Linked DNA regions of Mus musculus: regions 1 and 3 are each linked to region 2. Evidence: chromatin contacts called from public HiChIP or PLAC-seq and promoter capture Hi-C data. All regions are on one chromosome and are shown on one strand. Each heading gives the region's core, a stretch centred on a gene start, on an enhancer-like site or on the middle of the called end of the contact. The rest is flanking DNA. Distances are from core to core; before and after follow the strand shown.

Region 1 (4,939 bases), core at 1,349-3,848, 190 kb before region 2:
ATGTATGTGAGTACACTGTTGCTGTCTTCAGACACACCAGAAGAGAACATCAGATTCTATTACAGATGGTTGTGAGCCACCATGTGGCTGCTGGGAATTAAACTCAGGACCTCTGGAAGAACAGTCAGTGCCCTTAACTGCTGAGCCATCTCTCCAGCCCGCATCCCACATTTTTTAAGTATAGAAACTTACCAGCCTACGAGTCTCTGGGAGCTGTGGTGCTTAAGGCACATCTGGATCTAGGTTCTGGCTTCTTGTCTCTGTACCGTTAGTCATGGTGGGTTTGCCTAGGATTATCAGACAATGTTCAGCAGTAGAGCTCTTATTGAAAAATTGGTTTGCTGATCCCATTGTAGATTTAATGGATGGTTTCACTTCCTCTCAGATTCCTGTCGTGGCTCCATTCTATACAGGTTGTGTATTTGGCAAATGGTACTTCAAAGCTCAAGAATGCTGGTACTGTGTGACGAGAGAGGTATTACATCATCGTGGCCGTTGTGGACATACTCAGCAACCCGGTCTGTGTGACTTGAATAGCCCTGCTGGTCACATGACAGGGGAGCTCACTAGCATTTGTGCCCCGCTGGTTCTTGAGCTCAAGCATCAGGGCAATCTTCCCAGTTTGCTACACAGCAAATTTCCTTCAGAAGTTGGTAGATTATTTAAAGAGATGTAAGCAAGGTATGGTGGTAATTCCAGCACCCAGGAGGTGGAGGCAGGAGGATTAGGAATTTGAGGCCAGTCTCAGCTACATGAGACCAAAAAGCCAGAATGTTACAGGTGTGAGACGGTTACTATGTTAGTCAGTTGTCCTTGTAACAAATACGTGAGATCACTAGTCTACAAAGATAGGTTTATTTTAGCTACTTGTAAGTAATCGGTCTGCATGTTGTATATACCACAGGACATCTATGCTATTTCTGGGAAATCTCTGGTCTTACGAGGTCTGCTTCTTCGACATAAACGTCTCCAACATAAAAAGCCACAGTTCCCTGAGGTCCTTGGCAGCCAAAGACGCAGACATGTGAGGCCTTGTTTCAGGAGGCACCTTCGGAAGGAAGTCCTCTCTGTTGAAGACATCTGTGCTGCAAACATGGAAGAAACAGAGAAGACAAGATGGAATCCTCAGACTGAGTCCTTATCTGGGAATCAGCTCTGAGGCTAGCAGGCAGCAAGGATGCGGCTAAGTCACCTAGCTGCTAGGCAACAGAGCAGAGGTTCCTCCTCAGGCCAGCATTATGGTTTTCAGTGTTGTCCAGTGTGACCTGAAGTCAGTCCTTACAGTAACTGTGTGAGACTTCCTGCATTCTGCTTGGTCTCTTATGGTTTATTGAGCCATGATTGCCAGCTATGAGTATCCGTCTAACAATTTGAATAAACTGCTTAAATGAGGGTCAGTTCTATGGAGAGAATTACAGCCACAGAGTAAAATGGCATTTTTCTTTGAGATGTTTCATTGCATCTTTTATTATTGTCATTGGGAGACATTTGCCAGCTTCTCTTACTTCGTTTGTATTTCTTGGGTACGCTATATTATTTTTTTTTATTTTTATTTTTTAGAGGATGGAATGAGGGTGGTCAATATAGGTGAGGTAGCCCAGGCTGGTCTTGAATTTTCTATATAGTTGAAGGTGATCTTGAGCCCCTGTCCCTGCCTCCTGAGTTCTGAGGCTGCAGGCATGTGTCACCACTGCTAGTTTTTTAAAAATTCAGTAATGGGGGGGGGGGTCAAGCCTAGAGCTTTGCATGTGCCTGTAAAGTGTCCTACCAACTAAGGTAAATCCCCAGCCCATTATAAATAAATAAATAAATAAATAAATAAATAAATAAATAGATAGATAGATAGATAAATAGATAAATAAATAAATAAATAAATGTATGTATGTATGTATGTTATCATACTGGATATTAGGGGCACATACTTGTAATCTCAAAACTTAGGTTGAGGCAGGGGGATCACTGCAGTTTCAAGGCTAGCCTGGTCTACTCTAGAGAGTAGACACTGTCTCAAAAAAAATATATCATAAAAATGGTTAAACTCAACATTGAAGTGAATTTGCTTTTAAGGGCTCCCCACCCATACCTCAGTCCTTGGAGACTATTCGGGCCCTTGTCACTATGACGTAATCTCAGAAGAGTATTGGGGTAAAGGCTGTCTCTCTATCAGTGTTAGAATCCTAGGCATTCAACAGACGTGTTTTGCTTATCACTAAAAGAGAAACAGAAGATTCCGAGACACTCAGAGCAATTCAGGCCTTTTATTAAAAATTGACAGACCCAGCAAAGCAGCAGGAATCCTCCTCCAATATCTAACTGATAGCAGATTGAATCAGAGATGACACAAGCCAGGACTGGGCTGGTTTATGGTCTCTGTTTAATTTGCAACACAAGGGATTTTAAACAGTGAGTGGGTTTGTCTAAGAATCTTGCTTACGAATGGACTGGGTTGAATTCAGGACCCAATAAGATAGGATAGGATTATTTTAGATAAATTTAATCAGGCTTTTTACAAATTCAAACCCCACCCACATTCCCGCTCAGTGTGATACCTCTGTGAACAAAAGCTCGAAGTGGAGTGAACGCTTTTCGCTTTTTGCTTTTGGGAGATTCCTTCTCACAAGTAAACACAATGGGACAGTGAGGGGAGCAGTGGTGTTCACAGGTGTGGGCTAGAGTCTCCCTCAGCTGACTTACCATCAACCCTTTGAATTTAAAGCTGGGGGTGGAGAGGGGTGGGGTCTCCGTTTGGAGGAAGAAACAAATATTACTTCTCTCATTTTAGAGTGTCTTTTGGATTTTAAGGGCTCCCTGGCTTCGGAGCACACTGAGGTCAGACAAACTTGTTCTGCCTTCACTGCAGTTACAGTAACTAATGGGGTGGGGTGTTTGAAAGAAAGAATAGAATCACAGCCGTCCAGCTGTGAAAATACAAGATCAGTTAAATCCTGCTCCAACAGCTGTGATTGAGTTGCTTGCTTCCTCCCCTCCCCTCCCCTCCCCTCCCCTCCCCTCCCCTCCCCTCCCCTCCCCTCCCCTCCCCTCCCCTCCCCTCCCCTCCCCTCCCCTCTTCTTTCTTTCTTTCTTTCTTTCTTTCTTTCTTTCTTTCTTTCTTTCTTTCTTTCTTTCTTTCTTTCTTTCTTTCTTTCTTTCTTTCTTCCTTCCTTCCTTCCTTCCTTCCTTCCTTCCTTCCTTCCTTCCTTTCTTTCTTTCTTTCTTTCTTTCTTTCTTTCTTTCTCTCTCTTTCACAAGTAGGTCAGGTTGGCCTCTAACTTGTTTAACTTCTGGAAGTCAGCATTTACAGACCACAGGAGGCCTCCCTTTAGGTTTTACAAATTATTTCAGTTCTTCATTTTTCAAAAGCTTAAAGTGATATCAACTTATGAATGTTCTTGGTTTTTAAATTGTGAATTCATAATAATTTCATGAGAATTGCTTACATTTTTCAATATACAACCATATACATACATATATACATACACACATACATATATATGTATATGTATATATGTATGTATGTGTGTGTGTATATATATGTGTGTGTGTGTGTGCGTATACACATATTAAAAACATTCCCAAGGAAAACTGTGGGGTTTTGGTTGGTTGGTTGCTGTTGTTGTTTTGTTTTGTTTTGTTTTTAACTTCAGAAATATTTTACTTAAGTCTGTTTGTTAAAATTTTGCCCAACAGTAGGAACTGAAACCTTCTAACAGTTGCTGTAGATTACTGATGATAACTACCCCAAGGTCATGCCTCCTGGCTTCTTAATGGCCGGGTTCAGCAATATCGTTTGCTGGCAAAGGAATCATTCATTCACAAAACTGGACCCACCCAACCAGAGACCCTTGGTGGAAGTTCAGTTAGATTCTAAACCAAGAAAAATAGTTGCCTCTTTTCCTCACTGAACTTTGATCAGTACTGTGTGCTGTGTGGCCAAGCTAGAAAGTAGATGGAATTTCAAACAAGGCTTTAATGGTACCTTGGGAGCTTCCACCGGACGTCCTTCAACCAAGGAGAAGCATACCAAGATGGGATGCATCACACAGAAAATAGGATTTATTAAAGGAAATCAACCCCATTACCATAGTAGGCATACCCTCAGGGCTGACCCATATTTTATAAATGATGTAAATTACTCACTTTGACATATCTGTAATATGATGTGGCTCAAATTCTTTTCTATCAGGCTTGTTTGTTTTATGAGAAAGGGGTTTTCTCTGCAGCCCAAGGTGGGTTCAACTCACAGCCTCAGCTTCTCTATTGCTGGGCTTACAGGAGTCAGCCCTACTCTAGTAACTTCCTGAGTTTGCCAGATGCTAGGATACAAAGATTAGTAAGAGGCTGCTCCCAGACAGAGGCAGACAGACAGTGAATCCATTTTTAAGAAATGTTTAAGCGCTGGTAAGATGGCTCAGAAGGTAAAGGCACTTACTGCCAAGCCTGAATGCCTGCGTTTGATCCACAGGACATACATAGCGCAAAGAGAGAACTGGTTTCCACGGGTCATCCTCTCACCTCCATAGATGCATGCATATGCATACACATACACCCAATAAATACATTAAAACATAATAAGGTATAATTAATAAATTTCACTTAGAGCCTAATCCTAGCAATTTATAATCTGAGACCAGACAATCAACGAAGCTTGCGAGTTCAAGACCAGCCTGAGCAAGACAGGAAGACCCTGTCTCAAACACTGGAGTAAAGTACAATGTTTAAGATGTGGTTTTTATTCGAAGGAGGTAGAAAACAGCAGAGGGGAACTAATTAGACAGGAGAAAAATTCTTTACGGGTTAGGAACTTTTAACTTGAGATCTATTCAAAACCTGATCAGAGGACCATGGTAGCCAGCATATATCCTACAAGGCAGAAGTGTGTGGTGTCTAAGAACAGGCAGAAGCCAGTGTGACTGCAGTCTCTGAGCCAAAGGAGGCTGCA
Region 2 (4,544 bases), core at 142-2,641:
CAACACTGTGTACCTGGACTTTTCTAAAACAAGAAGTATCAATATTTTCAGTTAGTGGATGGTAGATATGCAAGGATCATAGCACTCAGAAACAAGTGTGCTCCCTCTCTCTCTCTCTCTCCCTCTCCCTCTCCCTCTCCCTCTCCCTCTCCCTCTCCCTCTCCCTCTCCCTCTCCCTCTCCCTCTCCCTCTCCCTCTCCCTCTCCCTCTCCCTCTCCCCCTCTCTCTCTGTCCACCGCATAGCTGCTACTGGAAGAAAAAAATTATAGATGCCTGCTCTCAAGGAACTGAAGTGTTAGCAGTAGCTGGGCACTGATTCTGAGTGAGAAGAATCTCCACATTATTTGGACAGAGCAGAAGAGAGTTGAGTCTAGGTTAAGAAAATTAGAATATCCATTCTGTTGCTCATTTTGCGCTAGATTTTAGAGATGTCGGCTTGTCTGCAGTACCCTATCTTGCCTCTGTTGCTCTTCAATGCTTTGTCTACTTCCTGGTTAGAACTAGGTATCTAGTTCAGACTCCATGTTCTGTACAAAGCCAGCCACATCTCTCCTGGTCAGCCTACACTGGTCACTATCACACTTAGAAATGGGAGTTCTCACACCCTTTGACAATATGTATGGATTACGTTGTTAGTTATCTTAGAGTGTTAAGCTACGGAACTATCTATGGTACAGTCATTCATTTAGTCAGTGACTAGGTATTTATTTAGGGCCTCTGCTGTCCTTACCATGAGGAAAAGAAGTGGTTATTGGTTGTAATGGATACGTTGTGTCTACATAAATACTAGTAAATCCTAAGTCTATAGCAGGATTTAAGAGCCTTCTCTGACAGTCACTTCTGCATTATTCACTGTAGGAGAAGTTCCCAGGACAGTGTGGGATAAGCCAAGATTTGCATCCCCTCCCCCACTTGGTGTTACTCACTTCAGCTAACACCGGGCTTGGCTGGCACTATCCCTCTTAACGTTATTTTCTAGCGGGGCCAGAGAGAATGTCGTGAAAAATATGCTCTGAGATGTTAAAAGACTAAGAAACCTTTTCTCTTATGAGCAGAAGGCTTGTTGAATATCAACTGTGAACTAGTTCGTAACAGTTTAATGAGTTTGCTTAATGAGTTTGCTAGTTCAAGGTTAAGGGGGTAGATAGACCCAGGAGAGCAACCTTTGGGTCACCCTGGTGTGTGTGTGTGTGTGTGTGTGTGTGTGTGTGTGTGTGTGTGTGCTTAGAAGTGAGTAAAATCAGAGGTATGTATACGTGCTGTATCTCAGAATAAAAGTTACCCTGAGAGTGAAGAGGATCGATCCTGTTGGGCCCCTCAGCCTGGTTAATTTGCCTGTGTTTTAGACTAGAGTGGAAGGGGCGTCCAACTGTGACTGGAATGGATGTCTGTGCCCTTGAGACTCCCTCGCCCCCTCCGGTTTTGAGGAAGGGGTGGCTGATATCTACAACCTGAGTTCTGCCCAGGACCACCCCGGGAGAGAACGGCTGTGTGTAGCGGGGTGCGGGTGGAGGGAGGGGATATGGCACATTCCAGAAGGATCTCTGGACCGCAGCCTCAGTACCACGCCCTCGGCGGGGCCAGGTGTGCTCCCCGGTTGCGGAGGGGGGAGCCCGGGGCCGCAGCGAGCGGGTTTACTGCTCGGCATGCGCTGAGTGTTTGTCTGCCTCGGAGGGTTGGGTCCTCCTTGTTCACAGGTGAGTCACGCCCCGAAACACCGGCTCTCTTCCTGTCAGGACTGAGTCAGGGAGAAGAGTCGATAAAACACCTGATCGAGGGAAAAGGAAGGCACAGCAGAGCGAAGACTCGGCGCCCGGCAGGCACCCGCAGCGGCGGAGCGCGGCCCGGCCATGCCTGCGCTCTGGCTCAGCTGCTGCCTTGGTGTCGCGCTCCTGCTGCCCGCAGCCCAGGCCACCTCCAGGAGGGAAGGTGAGTGCTCCCACCGCGCCTCCAACTTGCCCTTCCCTGCACACGGTGTTGGTGGCTGAATTCACCTCGAGGATCCACACTCGGTCAGGTCAAGGATCTGCAAAGAGCCTATCTCCTCCCTACCTGGGGCTCCTGTACAGTCGCGCTCTAAAGTGACAGTTTTCCCATAAAGCCAAGGGAGTTAAAAACACGAAGCTAATGGGTTGTGCCAGCTGAAGGTTTCCTTGCCCTAAAGCCATTCCTCTTTCAATTCCCTCCCTTTCTTTTCTTTGGCAACAGGGGACCCCTCCACACCCGTTCAATCAGTAACATGCTAGTCTTTAAACTGTCCGGTCCCTGTAATTTACCAGTGGGAGTTAGGTGGGACTTTTTCCATGCCCGGCAGCACCACACAGACTAAAAACAGAACTTCCATAATCCCCTTGTTATCCATGTTGTATTTTTGAGATAGAGCGTGAACTTTAAGCGTTTTAGTAATACCCGAAACTGCAAGTGTTACTTCTAAGAACAGTTTCGCCTCCCAGGTATTTATTGGACTCAAACTTCAAGTAACATTTACTCCTACCGAGAGCACCCGGTGGCTGTCATGTCCTGAGGAGTTAAGGTCATATAAACAAAATCTGCGAGAACTTAGCGACTGTTTTTCGTGTGTATGTGTCCTGTCAACTATGATGACACCTAGTGCGGGGGTTTCTCTGTCTCTTAGCTGAAGCGCTTTCCTCTGATCACCCAACTTTTCACATTCATAGTTACTGTTGCTTCCTGCTCTCCATGGTGTTCCAGTCACCACTGCCAGGGATCGGAAGCCATGATGCTCGATCATGTATAATTGTCACCAAAAAGGAGTAACTGGCATGATAGCCATGTTCATTTTCTTGACAATAGTAACCATTTCACTAGTCCTGTCAAAACCTGTTGTGTAGCTCAGATATGTAAGATGAACTTTAAAACAAAAAAATGTATGAAAGTGGTCATGTCGAGAGGGCTCCCCCTGAGTCAGGATAAACTGGTTGAAACCTAGTAGAAAACATTCTGAGAGTGAAAACAGTCTCTGAATATTAGAATTAAAAGTAACTTCCAGTGGATCAGCAATTAAGAATCCTTTGATTGAAAAGATGAGCAGTTGGCAGTGTTTTTGCACAAGGCCACCCAGGCAGCTATTGGCAGTGGCAGAACCTTTGATCCAGGTGTTCTTAGCTTTTTTGACCTCATTATAAAAGTAATATGTATATATATATATATATATATATATATATATATATGTGTGTGTGTGTGTGTGTGTGTGTGTGTGTGTGTGTGTGTGTGTATGTATATGTATATTTTTTTTCAGTACAGCAATTTTCCTCTTGGCTATAATTAAATACATACATGTGTGTTGGTATTACATAACAAAACCAAATCTATAGGATGCCATCAATTGTTTCATAAAGTCAGGTTCAACAGCAGACTTTGTACCCAAGCAGTCCATCCAAACACAAAGTCAGAAGTTCTGTGTTGGCTCATTTTCGCACTTTCCCCTTCCTTAGGGACAGATTGCTTGAGATACCAGGTTCTCTCCTCAAACAGCTTTATTTGGGAGCCAAGTGAGACTATGTCATTATGGTAGATCATTTATATTTTTCCATTTTTGTCACACTGGGATATACAAGGAGCTGGGCAAAAGGTATGATACCTGTCCTAATCCAAAGTGACCTGTATCCAGGCATCCTGTGGGCTGCACCTGTGGGCTGCACCTGTGGGCTGCACCTGTGGGCTGCACCTGTGGGCTGCACCTGTGGGCTGCACCTGTGGGCTGCACCTGTGGGCTGCGAAGGTCTGAAGTCGTGATGTTGCTTCCTGGTTATTTCTTGCAGGTGAAATTATGGTTAAGATATAATTACCGAGACTTACAGGGTTGGTCTCACCTAAAACACTGGCTTTAGAGTCAGCCTGACCTGGCAAAATTTTTTGGTTTATTCACTTGTTAATGCCTGTCTTAGTCACTGTTCTATTGCTGTAATGAGACCCCATGACCAAGGCTGCTTATAAAAGAAAACATTTAATTGGGGCTTGCTTACAGTTTCAGAGGGCGAGTCCATTCTCATCATGGCGGGGCACAGTAGCTGAGAGCTGACATCCTGATCTGTAGGCAGCATGCAGAGGAAGAGAGTGGGCCTGGCTGGGGGGTTTTGAAACCTCAAAGTCACTCCCAGTGACACACCTCCTCCAACAAGGCCACATCCCCTAATCCTTCCCAAATAGTCCACCAGCTGGTAACCAAACAGTCAAATATATGAACCTATGGGGAGGTCATCCTTGTTCAGCCATCACAGTGTTCTCAGTAACTTTTCAGGCTCTTCAACTGCTTGAAGTCTGGCTCTTCATCTGCTAAATGAAAGCATTAGTAGTAAGCAAGCTTGCAGACTTGGCAAAAGGATGGCTATTGTGAGTTGCCTTGCACAGCTGGGTCCATCCACACTTTCGTTAGAGAGTCTGGAGTACAGGTACTGTAAGTTCGGATGCGCAGCAATGAGTAGGAGACACATACCATGCCTTGGTGAGAGACTGGGGCATGTGTCCTCAAAGGTCTGGATCATATCTCTGGGGGAGGTATGGCTAGAGATGATCAAGATGCA
Region 3 (4,920 bases), core at 549-3,048, 240 kb before region 2:
CACTGTGTGAAGCCATGAAGTTCTTTGTGGGTTATTTTTGTTTGACACAGGATGTTGCTGGGTAGCCCACACTAGCCTCAAACTCAGGGCGATCCTCCTGCCTGAACTTCCTAAGTGCTGGGATTGCAGGGGTGTACCATGATGCCTGCCTCATTGTAGTTCTCTATGGCTCTATCCTTTCTTCCTTTCTCCAGGAGTGCAGGAACTGCGTTTGGTACTGGGACTCAAATACTTCAAGCACTCTGCCACTTGATCTAGAATTCCAGCTATTTCTTTACTATTGAAACAAAAATCTCACTATTGAGACTGACCTAGGTTAACCTTAAACTCACAATTCTCGGGCTCCAGCATCCTCCCAAGTACTGGGATGGGCAGGTGGATTATTGTGAGTTCTGGCCCAACCTGGTCTACAAAAGACAAACAAGGCATGAGTCACCATGCTCAGCCAATTTTTATACCCATCGCTGCAACGAATATACTTGTACACAAATTCTTTTGCTATACTTTAAATAAAATGCAGTATTAAAATGTATGCTATTTGTTCTGTTTGGTGGGGTTTTTTTGTTGTTGTTGTTGTTTGTTTTTTGTTTTTTTTGAGACAGGGTTTCTCTGTGTAGCCTTGGCTGTCCTGGAACTCTCTGTAGACCAGGCTGGCCTTGAACTCAGAGATCTGCCTGCCTCTGCCTCTCGAGTGCTGGGATTAAAGGCGTGTGCCACCCTGTTTGGTGTTATCAGGCTCTTTCCATGCAAAACACCTGTCTACATCGTGACTTGCTGACTGGGAACCATTCTGGGGACATCTTACGCCTGTTTTTATGTGCATCCGTGTATTCACACCACCCTTGCACCTGATGCCTGGGAAGGCTCAGGAGAGGATCTGGGATCCCTTGAAACAGGAGTGTCGGATGGATGGGAGTCACCTTGTGGGTTCTGGGACAGGAAAATTGACCCCTCTACTAGAACAGCAAATGTTCTTAACCAAGGAGCTGTCTCTCTAGCTGCCATTTTCACAATTCCAACGTAATATTAGCTTTATGTTTGGGCCTAATATGAAGATGTATTAAAAACTAGGGTGTGTTAACAACGAGACGTGTGGACACTAGGGTGTGTGGACACCGAGCTCTGTGTATTTGAGTGGACAGTAAGATGTATGCCCAGACTGTGACGAGCGCTTCACGGCCTCATCTTTTAGGAGGTGTCATTTTAGCTGACAATTTTGTATAACGGGTTAGTCAAGTCCTCTAGGGCAGGAGCTGAGGGTCTGGGCAACGACTAAGGTGGCCAAGGTGGCATTCTGTACCCCTTGACTCCAAAAGACTGATTTTTTCCCCCAAAAGACTGTTTTGAAGGGACAGATTTGCTTTCCCTGCTGTGGGAAAGACCCAAACCTCCCGGAGCTGGCCCCTCTGCAGCTTCGCACCTTCGAGCCCTGTAGCACCTGGTCGCAGTACAGAGCCACCTTCTCGCTGCGCCACATGCCCCTCATGGGGGATGCGTAGATCGGTGGCAGGGGCTGCGCTTCCTCCTGGTCCTCAGGCACCGCGGGCACGGGCTCCTCGTCACATGTTTCGGCTTGGGTGACCGGTGGGAGCTGGAGCCGTCGCCGTGCCGCCTTGCCCTTCACGGGGCGCGGGGAGGCCACTACCGAGCGCACGGGGGACATGAAGCCCCTGGTGGGCGCGGCCACCGAGTCCCGGAGGGTGGCTAAGACAGTCTGCTCCGCTGGCGAGCTGTCACTCCCGACCGAGGCCTTGGGCTCTGAGGTCGTGGCATCCGACTCCATGTTCGCGCCGCAGCCGTTGGCCGCCTTCCCCTCGTGGGACCACGCAGCCTGTGCGCGCTCCGCGGGCGAGCACATGCGTGGGCGGGAAATGAAGGCAGGTGCGGGGGCGGTGGGAGCACGCTGCGCAGAGGCGGGGATAGGGGCGGGGTCCTGCCTCTGACCCCGCCCATTGATCCTTGGAATCGCCTAATGGCAGAACCTAGGAGCTCGTTGGTCCCCACCCATCCACCCTTAAGTCCTGAAACATTTCAGGGCCAGGCAAGCTACGAAGTCCCTAGGTAGCCAAGGATGACCTTGAATTTCTGATTCTCCTGCCTCTCCCTCTCAAGTGCTGGGTTCACAGGCCCGCCCCACTCAATGGGGCGGTTCATTACCTGCTAGACAAGCACTCTACCGATTGAATCAGACCCCCTCCCCCCAGCCAAAGGAAACATACTTTTATTCTAGGAAGCATTTGTGACTGGGACCAGCTGGTTATTACCAGAGAAAACTGCGGATAGATGTAGGCACCCGGGATCACCTTTCCACGCGGATCTCAGTTTAGGCGTCCCTTCATATCATAAACAAATTGCTCTGTGTGTGTGTGTGTGTGTGTGTGTGTGTGTGTGTGTGTGTGTGTGTGTGTGTGTGTGTGTGTGTGAAGATGTGATTAAGTCAATGGGTCAAATTAGTCTGTGGAGCTGCTCAGAATTCTCCCTGATGGGTGTTTACAGTACTGCAACCCTTATCAACACGTATTTCAGCGGTGGCGACGGTGAGTAAGCGCATTTTCCTAAATGTTGCTCACGGCCTTTGATGAGCATCAGGACTCCAGTTCCCGGTATGTGAGACTGCTTGTGTATTGAGCCCGTTGGAATACCGTCTGTTTACTCTATCTGGACTCTGTGCTGGGCGCACAGCCCCCGAGCTGAGGTGACTTGGGAAAACACCTGCCTTCCCTCTCGCTCACTTGGAAGGACACTGTGTGAAGTTGTGAGTTTATTTTGAAGGAGACATTCCCGTTTGTATCGTGTTACTGTAGTGCAGAAAACAATTAGGACTTCAATTATTCTGTATTCACACTTCACTGTATTTGTCTGGAGTCTGTGACCTTCTTTAAAATGGTGCCATTATAACCACCCAAGACCACCCATTCGAATAAAATCTATTACAGGGCTGGTTTTCTCTTCTTTTAATTCATTACCTCGCGTGTGTGTGTGTGTGTGTGTGTGTGTGTGCAGTCCATGCTTGCCTGGTGTGTTGTGTAGACTGAGCCTCAAGCTTGCAGGGCCCTTCATCTGCCTCCCAGGCACTATGGTGATAGGCACCCACTGCCACCCTCTGCTTACTCTTGTTATTTTGTTTTAAATGCTTTCCTCTTCCTTTCTTTGAAAAAATAATTATTTTATTAGTATTAGTTTAGCCCTTAAGTTTAGAGTAAAAAAAAAAAAATCCTGTGAGCTAGTTCAAAGTGTTTAAATTTCAAACACAGCACTAGTTTTTGTTTCTTCCGGAAACAAACAGATGTTTCATAGGAACTACTAAGTGCCAGACAGGCACTGTGTAGATGCCAAAGGCATACAGATGAAAGACACAAGGCCTGCCTACCCTAAGCAAAGTGTAGGCAACAGCATGTGTAAAGACTATGATTATTACATACATATTTCAAAGCCATACTATGTTGGGGCTGGAGAAATGGCTCAGCAGTTAAGAGGACTCATTGCTCTTCCAGAGGTCCAGGGTTTGATTCCCAGAACTCACATGGTGGCTCCTGTTCCAGAGAATCGGATGCTTTTGTGCCCCCTGTGGGTACTGCACACATATGCTACATATACATACACACATGCAGGCAAAACACTCATGCACATAAAGTAAAATAAATAAATATAAACAAAAAATCCAAAGCATGGAAGAAAACAATCTCCTTCTTGACAGAGTAATCAATATTTAACCTGAGTCTTTTTAAAAATAGCTTTTAGTGCTGGGCAGTGGTGGTGCACACCTTTAATCCCAGCACTCAGGAGGGAGAAGCAGGCAGATTTCTGAGTTCGAGGCCAGCCTGGTCTAAAAAGAGAGTTCCAGGACAGCCGGGGCTGTACAGTGAAACCCTGTCTCAAAGAAAACAAACAAGCAAACCCCCAAAACAAGCAAACAAACAAACAAACAAACAAAAAACCCTTTTATAGCTGGGATAGATTAATCCCAGCTCTTGAGAGGCAGAGGTAGGAGGGTCTCTGGGTTCAAGGCCAGTCAGGGCCACAAAGTGGGACTCTTAAATGTTTTAAATTTTAATTTATGAAAAGGACGACGTCAGCAACTTCAGATTGCCAGAATGTTTATTTCCCCAGAAGTATTGATTTATATTTCCGTGAGCAGATAAAATTCCCAGTGGAGCTGAGTTATGAAAGAGAAGTAAGTTGTAGGCAACTCAGACAGGAGTAAAATAGAAGGGAGAATGGTGTGACGAATGCAGAGCCACTGGGAGGCAGAGGCAGAGGCAGGCAGGTCTCTAAGAGTTCCAGGACAGCCAGGATTACAGAACAAGACCCTAAGTCATTAGTCGCTCTTACAAAGGATTAAAAACAGTTCTGGCTATAAAGGAACATTGTGGAAGAGATGGAAAGGATGTAAGAACTGGAGGACAGGGAGGCGTGCTATGAAACCTGTGTTCAGGACATCACGTGGTACCAGCTGTTTGTTCCCTCCTGTGTTGTAGCATTAAATATAACAGAAAAGCCATTGGTTGCACCCAAAATAGTCGTGATGCTATTACACCAGTGGAAACTTCTGGCCTGACGTGTTAGTACTGTAGCGTGCACACAGGGTCAATAGCTAAGCAAAGTTGTTGGAGACAGTTCTCCACCATCTGGCACTAGGAAAGGAGATAAGAGGGAGGGAGATTCTAGTTTAGTACAAGCTTGATTTCCTCATGTCCTTCAGCTGAAGCATCTGGTGTCTTCAGCCAAAGGGACTCACTCTAGTTGAGGCACAACGGGCAGGAGAAGCAATAACCTTTACAGTTCATGATGCTTCAGGGACCCCTTGGCTGTCTTAGTTAGGGCTTCTATCTCTGTGATGAAACACATAACCAAAAGCAGCTAGGGTCTACTTGGCCTATATGTCCTGAATCATAGTCCATTGAGGAAAGCCAAAGCCGG

Evidence for each region. Promoter capture Hi-C pulls out the DNA fragments that hold promoters and counts their contacts. HiChIP or PLAC-seq counts read pairs in DNA pulled down with a chosen protein or histone mark.
Region 1: an H3K27ac HiChIP or PLAC-seq map of embryonic stem cells shows a contact between it and region 2, with 9 read pairs. The contact joins the enhancer-like site here to the promoter of Lamc2 in region 2. A contact is called at or near these places in 2 of 39 promoter capture datasets (the C10 cell line and liver), 3 of 484 Hi-C or Micro-C datasets (bone marrow-derived macrophages and embryonic stem cells), 9 of 115 datasets of contacts at active chromatin or transcription factors (embryonic basal ganglia, embryonic stem cells, large pre-B cells and 1 more) and 3 of 9 other capture datasets (adipose tissue, liver and pancreatic islet).
Region 3: a contact with region 2 is called in a promoter capture Hi-C map of embryonic stem cells. The contact joins the promoter of Shcbp1l here to the promoter of Lamc2 in region 2. A contact is called at or near these places in 14 of 39 promoter capture datasets (the 3T3-L1 cell line, the C10 cell line, the HPC-7 cell line and 7 more), 5 of 115 datasets of contacts at active chromatin or transcription factors (bone marrow-derived macrophages, embryonic stem cells, large pre-B cells and 1 more) and 1 of 9 other capture datasets (embryonic stem cells).

The regions. Positions count from the first base shown.
Region 1 is chr1:153,374,365-153,379,303 of GRCm38.p6, reverse strand. It overlaps Gm46246 (a long non-coding RNA gene), which reads left to right. Exons shown (of 2, transcript XR_001779877.1): 2 at 905-1,447. Among named protein-coding and RNA genes, the nearest start is that of Gm46246, 20 kb to the left of the region's middle. Within about 2 kb of position 2,598, at least 26 of the 459 cell types and tissues checked have an H3K27ac peak or open chromatin away from gene starts, as enhancers often do. A contact at or near this core is called in embryonic stem cells, where this site is marked.
Region 2 is chr1:153,183,294-153,187,837 of GRCm38.p6, reverse strand. Lamc2 (laminin, gamma 2) reads left to right here and starts at 1,391. Exons shown (of 24, transcript NM_008485.3): 1 at 1,391-1,584; 2 at 1,737-1,929. The coding sequence starts at 1,851.
Region 3 is chr1:153,422,087-153,427,006 of GRCm38.p6, reverse strand. Shcbp1l (Shc SH2-domain binding protein 1-like) reads right to left here and starts at 1,798. Exons shown (of 10, transcript NM_001033162.2): 1 at 1,421-1,798. The coding sequence starts at 1,783.